Regions from separate parts of the Mus musculus genome. Here region 2 is linked to region 1. A link is a contact called in public HiChIP or PLAC-seq data. All regions are on one chromosome and are shown on one strand. The core of a region is the stretch at or near the end of the contact, and the rest is flanking DNA. Distances in the headings are between cores, read along the strand shown.

Region 1 (2,700 bases), core at 31-2,530:
CTGGGCTTAGTCTGGCTTTGCTTCTGTATATTCTAGAAACTCATCTCAATAAAGGCACAGTGTGGTCCACCATAGCTTGTAGATGTCTGCTTGATTTTCTCTAGGGAAGCACAGGGGTGCGAACGACGGCCTGTTGGTGCCATTGCACCTGATCTTTTTCCCTCTAAAAACAATGATTTGCTTCCCTGGGGAAACCAGGACCAAGCCCACAGACCCTCAAAAGGATGCTGCTTTCAGTAGGTCAGTGATTCTAGAGATACACAACACACAAGCTGGGTCAACTCTAATGAATGAAGATGCCTGCAGGGATGCAGGGTGTGGTATTTAGCTCTGTGCAAAGCAACTCAGCCATTTAGAGACTCTTTAGTGACTCTGTATAGCTTTAACCTAACTCCCTTTTCTCTTTCCTTCCTCCCTTCTTGCCTCTTTCTTTTCTTCCCTCCTTCTGTCACCCTCCCTTTCCTTGTAGCCTAGGCTTTCCTGGAATTCCATATGTAGCTAAAGATAACCCTTAAATTCCTAATCCTCCAGCCAGGCGTGGTTGTGCACGCCCTTAATCCCAGCACTCTGGAGGCAGAGGCAGGCAGATTTCTGAGTTCGAGGCCAGCCTGGTCTACAAAGTGAGTTCCAGCTTGGGCTATACAGAGAAACCCTGTCTCGGAAAAAAAAAAAAAAACAAAAATAAAAACTTAATCCTTACGTGACATGCTGCTGTGACAGTGGTGGGTCAGTACACACAGTTCTCCCTTCGTTTCCTCTTTTTTTTTTCCTTTAAAAATAAAGATATATTTAATTTTTATTAACGTGTCTATCTGTGCACATGTGCCTTGCAGGTGACCTTAGAGGACAGAAGGGGGCGTTGGATCCCTTGGAGCTGCACACAGAGGCGACTGTGAGCTGCCATAAGTGGGTATTTGGGTCACACTCAAGAGCAGCAAGTGCCACTAAGCCGTCTTTCCAGAGCCCACTTCCCTTTTCTCTTCCCCTCCCCTTCCTCTGCAAGCCAGGCTATCCTCAGACTCACAGTGATCCTCTTCTGAAGTGCTGCGATTATTACCGCACCTGTTTTTTGTGTTGTTTCTCAAAAGAGGGTCTGTAGCTCAGACTAGCCTTCAATTTACGATCCTTCCTTCAGCAGTCTCCTTTATGCCGGGACAGACCTGGGCCCTCGACCCTGGAGGCTATAACCTTTTTGCTATCTGTCTGTGGCATTACTCAGCGGTCACTCTCAGTGCTGGTGGAACGCTTCCTCTGTGCGAGGGGACTTCTCAGGAGAGCAGCCACAGGTCTCTGGCTGGCAGAGGCCCCGCCTTCCTAACGCCTGTGGGGCTGCCTGGGCCAGCTCCCACTTCCCTATATGGGCGTGAATGTCACTCAGCCTGTTCGTCAAGTTGATTCCCCAGACCCAGGAAGGGCCACGCCTTGGTGAAGAGATGCAATCAGCTTCCACCAGGGAAAGGAAACTCATCCTTCAGTCACATGGCTCTTGCTTCAGTTTTTATTATAAAACTAGGCTGCCCTTGGCTCTGAGGTTCAGGAATTTCACTAGAGTATCTACCTGGAGTCTCTCTTCAAAGAGAGTTCACTTCAGACAAAGAAAAGGGTTAGGATTATTATTTTTTCCTTAGCCCAGGCTGTTCTTGAACTATGAAGATGAGGATGACCTTAGATTTCTGAGTGTCTTGCCTCTATTTCCTAAATTCTGAGCTGACAGGTGTGCACCATCACACCTAGTTTATGTGGGGCCGGGAATGCACACTGTGCACACTGGGCAATCACTATCAACTGAATTGCATTCCCTGTCTAGGTCTCAAAAGTTTTGATTATTTATTTGGATTATTTTACCAGTACAGTAGTAGTTTAGTTGTGTGTGTGTGTGTGGGGGGGGCATATATTGAGCTGGACACTAGCTAATGCACTGCTTATCAATTTTTAAAAAAGATTTATTATTATATGTAAGTACACTGTAGCTGGCTTCAGATGCACCAGAAGAGGGTCAGAACTCATTACGGATGGTTGTGAGCTACCATGTGGTTGCTGGAATTTGAACTCAGGACTTTCAGAAGAGCAGTCAGTGCTCTTAATCACTGAACCATTTCTCTAGGTCCCAGCACCAATTTTTGATTGCTAATGTGAGCATGCTCTCCATGAGACCATAGTGCTTTCTCACCTTTGAGCATGTTGCTGGATTGGAGATTTAAAGTTTTTTATGTGTATAAATGTATGTAAGCACACCACATGCACCAGATCTCCTGGAACTGGAGTTATAGAGGGTTGTGAGTCACCATGTGAGCGCTGGGAATGAAATCTGGTTCTCTGCAAGAGCAATACGTGTTATAATTGTTTTTGGATTTGAGATGTAAATAATACAAGTGTCAGTTAAGATGTAATACTACAGTTGAGCAGTTGATGTAGACCAATAACAGTAGCTGAGTGTACCTGCCTTTCTTTCTTCCTTCCTTTCTTTCCTTCTTTCTTTCTTTCTTTCTTTCTTTCTTTCTTTCTTTCTTTCTTTCTTTCTTTCTTTCTTTCTTCTTTCTTTCTTTCTTTCTTTCTTTCTTTCTTCCTTCCTACCTTCCTTTTTTTTTTTTTTTTTCTTTTTTCGAGACAGGGTTTCTCTTTGTAGCACTGGCTCTCCTGAAACTCACTCTATAGGCCAGGCTGGCATCGAACTCAGAAATCTGCCTGCCTTTGCCTCCT
Region 2 (2,700 bases), core at 199-2,698, 180 kb after region 1:
ACCCACGATGAGTGTGACCACACGGCCCCGGGGCAGGCGGCTGTGTAGCTGTACCGCCATCACACTGCGGTGCCGTTCCACAGCGATGGCCAGCAGTGTGGCCACTGACGCCGTGAGGCTGGTGTCCAGCAGGCCCTGTCGCAGGAACCAGCCTTTGATGGAGAGCCTGGCAGTGCGTGGGCCAGTATGGAACATGAGGAAGAGGTAGGCCATGCCAGCGAAGAGGTCAGCCGCAGCCAAGTTGCCAAGCAGGTAGTATATGGGCTGGTGGAAGCGTCGGTTGGAGGCGATGGCTGCAATAACCAGCAGATTGGTCAGCAATACCAGCACACTGACTGTCAGCCCCAGGGCCACCACCACCACATCTTTGGGGCGCCAGTGAAGGCTGAGCTCCTTGCCGCTGTTATTATAGAAAAAGCCGATGGTCTCGTTGTAGTAGCACTGGCCCATGATGGCTGCCTGTGGATACAGAAGACAGATCAGTGCAGGTGGCCCCTGATGGAAGGGCACTTGAACAAAGCAGTGGCCAGAGACTAGAATCAAGATTGGGTGAGTGCAACCTACAGGATCAGAGGCCCTCTGTGCAAGAAGTCTGTGCTGAAGGCCAAAGTGACCTTTAAAAAGCAATTTCTATTTATTTACTCATAAAGCAGGGTCTCTCGATGCATCCCAACTGACCTAGAACTTGCTTTGAGACCACACTGGCCTCAAAATCAGAGATCCACTAGCCTCTGCTGAATGCTGGCATAACAATTTAAAACGGTTTTCTGATCGGCTTTTCTTTTCTTTTTTAAATCTTAAGAACCCAGAGCAAATGCATCCACATTGCAATTCAGTGCCACGTGCCACTAATCCGTGACTGGGTTGGACACCTGTGGTTTTCAATGGGCGTGGGTGGGTTGGCTGGGGCAGCACAAAGGCGGAGTGAGCTGCTGGGGTTAGCCTTAAGAAGATCAAACTTGTGCCAGGGTCCTTGCACAGTGCAGAGGCCAGGGGGTGTGTGCACACCAGAGCGAGGTCCGTGGTCAACACCCGGAGGGCAATGCCAAGGCACTGAGGGGACTTAGCGCGAGCAGAGTAGACAGAGACCGCCCAGAAGTTGAGTTACAGGCAGGATTCCGCGCAAGAGCTCTGAAAGCAGTCCATTCCTGGGTGGGACTGAGGGCCAAGAAGGCCTCCAGGACAAAAGAGGGTATTGCAGACAACCCTGGGCTAGGAGAAGGATTGTGGAGAAGAGGGGGCCCCGCCTCGCTTTCTTCGGTGGCCTGCACCCACCCTAAACCGGTTGGTGTTGGTCTTACCTGCACATCCAGTCAAGCGGCAGATGGGGCTGGCTCGCGGTGGGTTGAAGCAGGACTGAGACCCATGGCCGGGCAACCGAGCGGTTGCGCAGCAGCGTCCGGTGTTCCTGGAGCCCCCGGCTGAGGAGGCGGGAGAGGCGGGACCTCAAAGCCACGCCCCCACCTGCCTTAGCTCTTGGCCCTTGGGGGTGTCCCGCCCCCTGGAAAGTCCCACCCCCACGTCGGAAGTGTGATCTCCTGAAACTGTGGTCATTTCACCGCCTCCCCACAGCCCCCTTTTCCCACGTGGGGCACCCTTTCTACTCCCCCCCCCCCCCCCCCCCGCACATCTCACGTGCTTGCCCTTTCGCGCCTTTGGGGCTGAGTCACCTGGCAGTTGAAAAGATCCACAGCGGGGGGGGGGGGGGCTCTGCGGGCGCCCCCCCCCCCGTTTCTGTCCAATCCTTTACCGAGCTGCAAGCCCCGCCCCACTGTTCCGTGGTCAATCTCCCGGCTGGACCCTCGCCCCACTGCTGCCGCACTACCTTGCTTCCCGAAGTCTCGCCCCAGCCTGCCGCTGGCTCGAGCCTGCAGCAGCCTCCTCCCCTGACCTCCCCCGGTTCGCAGCACACAGCCCCATTGTCCCGATTATCTGCACCGAGTTGTATTTGATTGTGTAGAACCGGATCAGGGACACTGAGCTGAGTGACTCATCTTGGGCTCCAGGCCCTACACTAATTGCCAGTAGGTTTCCCAGGGTGTGTTTAGAAGCCTTGGTTCCATCATCTGGCCCTTAATAAAGGGTTAAAGACGCTGCTCTTACTGGTGACTTATTGTCAGCATTCCAGCACAAAGACAAATGTGCAAGAACAGACAAGATTTATCTTATTTTATTTTGTTTTTCTGAAACAGGGTTTCTCTGTGTAGCCCTGGCTGTCCTGGAACTTTCTCTGTACACCTGGCTGGCATAAAACTCAGAGATCCTCCTGCCTCTATCTCCTGAGTGCTAGGATCAAGTAGAGGTGTGTGGCACTACCGCCCAGCGGATTTTTTTTTTTAAATTAAAATTTTCTTTTATTTGTGCATGTGCACAGGTCAGACAATTTGTAGGGATGGGCTCTCTCCTTCCACTAAGTGGCTCTGGGAGGTCCAACAAATGTGAGGCTTTACAGCAAGCACCACTGCGGTCAGCCCTCCTGCCGGCAGCAGGATATGGTTTTATTTGGAGGTTGTAAGAACACAGATTTAGCCAGCACTTGGGAGGCAGAGGATTTGTGGCTCACAAAGGGAGCTCCAGACCAGCCAGAGCTACACAGTGAGACTTAGCTTAAAACAAACAAACAAACAAACAAATTAAAAGGAGACAGGGCTGGGCTGCAGCCACCTGCTAACTTGGGAGTCTGTTACTGCTGCAAGTGTA

The links. HiChIP or PLAC-seq counts read pairs in DNA pulled down with a chosen protein or histone mark.
Region 2: a contact with region 1 is called in an H3K27ac HiChIP or PLAC-seq map of extraembryonic endoderm stem cells. The contact joins the promoter of Lpar2 here to the enhancer-like site in region 1. A contact is called at or near these places in 6 of 39 promoter capture datasets (the 3T3-L1 cell line, HPC-7-derived erythroid cells, hippocampal neurons and 3 more), 3 of 484 Hi-C or Micro-C datasets (CD8 T cells, effector CD8 T cells and embryonic stem cells), 10 of 115 datasets of contacts at active chromatin or transcription factors (the SCID.adh cell line, effector CD8 T cells, embryonic stem cells and 5 more) and 3 of 9 other capture datasets (adipose tissue, liver and pancreatic islet).

What each region holds. Positions count from the first base shown.
Region 1 is chr8:70,000,006-70,002,705 of GRCm38.p6, reverse strand. No RefSeq gene overlaps it. Among named protein-coding and RNA genes, the nearest start is that of Gatad2a, 27 kb to the right of the region's middle. Within about 2 kb of position 1,280, at least 276 of the 459 cell types and tissues checked have an H3K27ac peak or open chromatin away from gene starts, as enhancers often do. A contact at or near this core is called in CD8 T cells, the SCID.adh cell line, adipose tissue and 9 more, where this site is marked.
Region 2 is chr8:69,821,313-69,824,012 of GRCm38.p6, reverse strand. Lpar2 (lysophosphatidic acid receptor 2) reads right to left here and starts at 1,448. Exons shown (of 3, transcript NM_020028.3): 1 at 1,302-1,448; 2 at 1-459. The coding sequence starts at 450. Gmip (Gem-interacting protein) reads right to left here. Exons shown (of 21, transcript NM_198101.1): 21 at 2,143-2,700.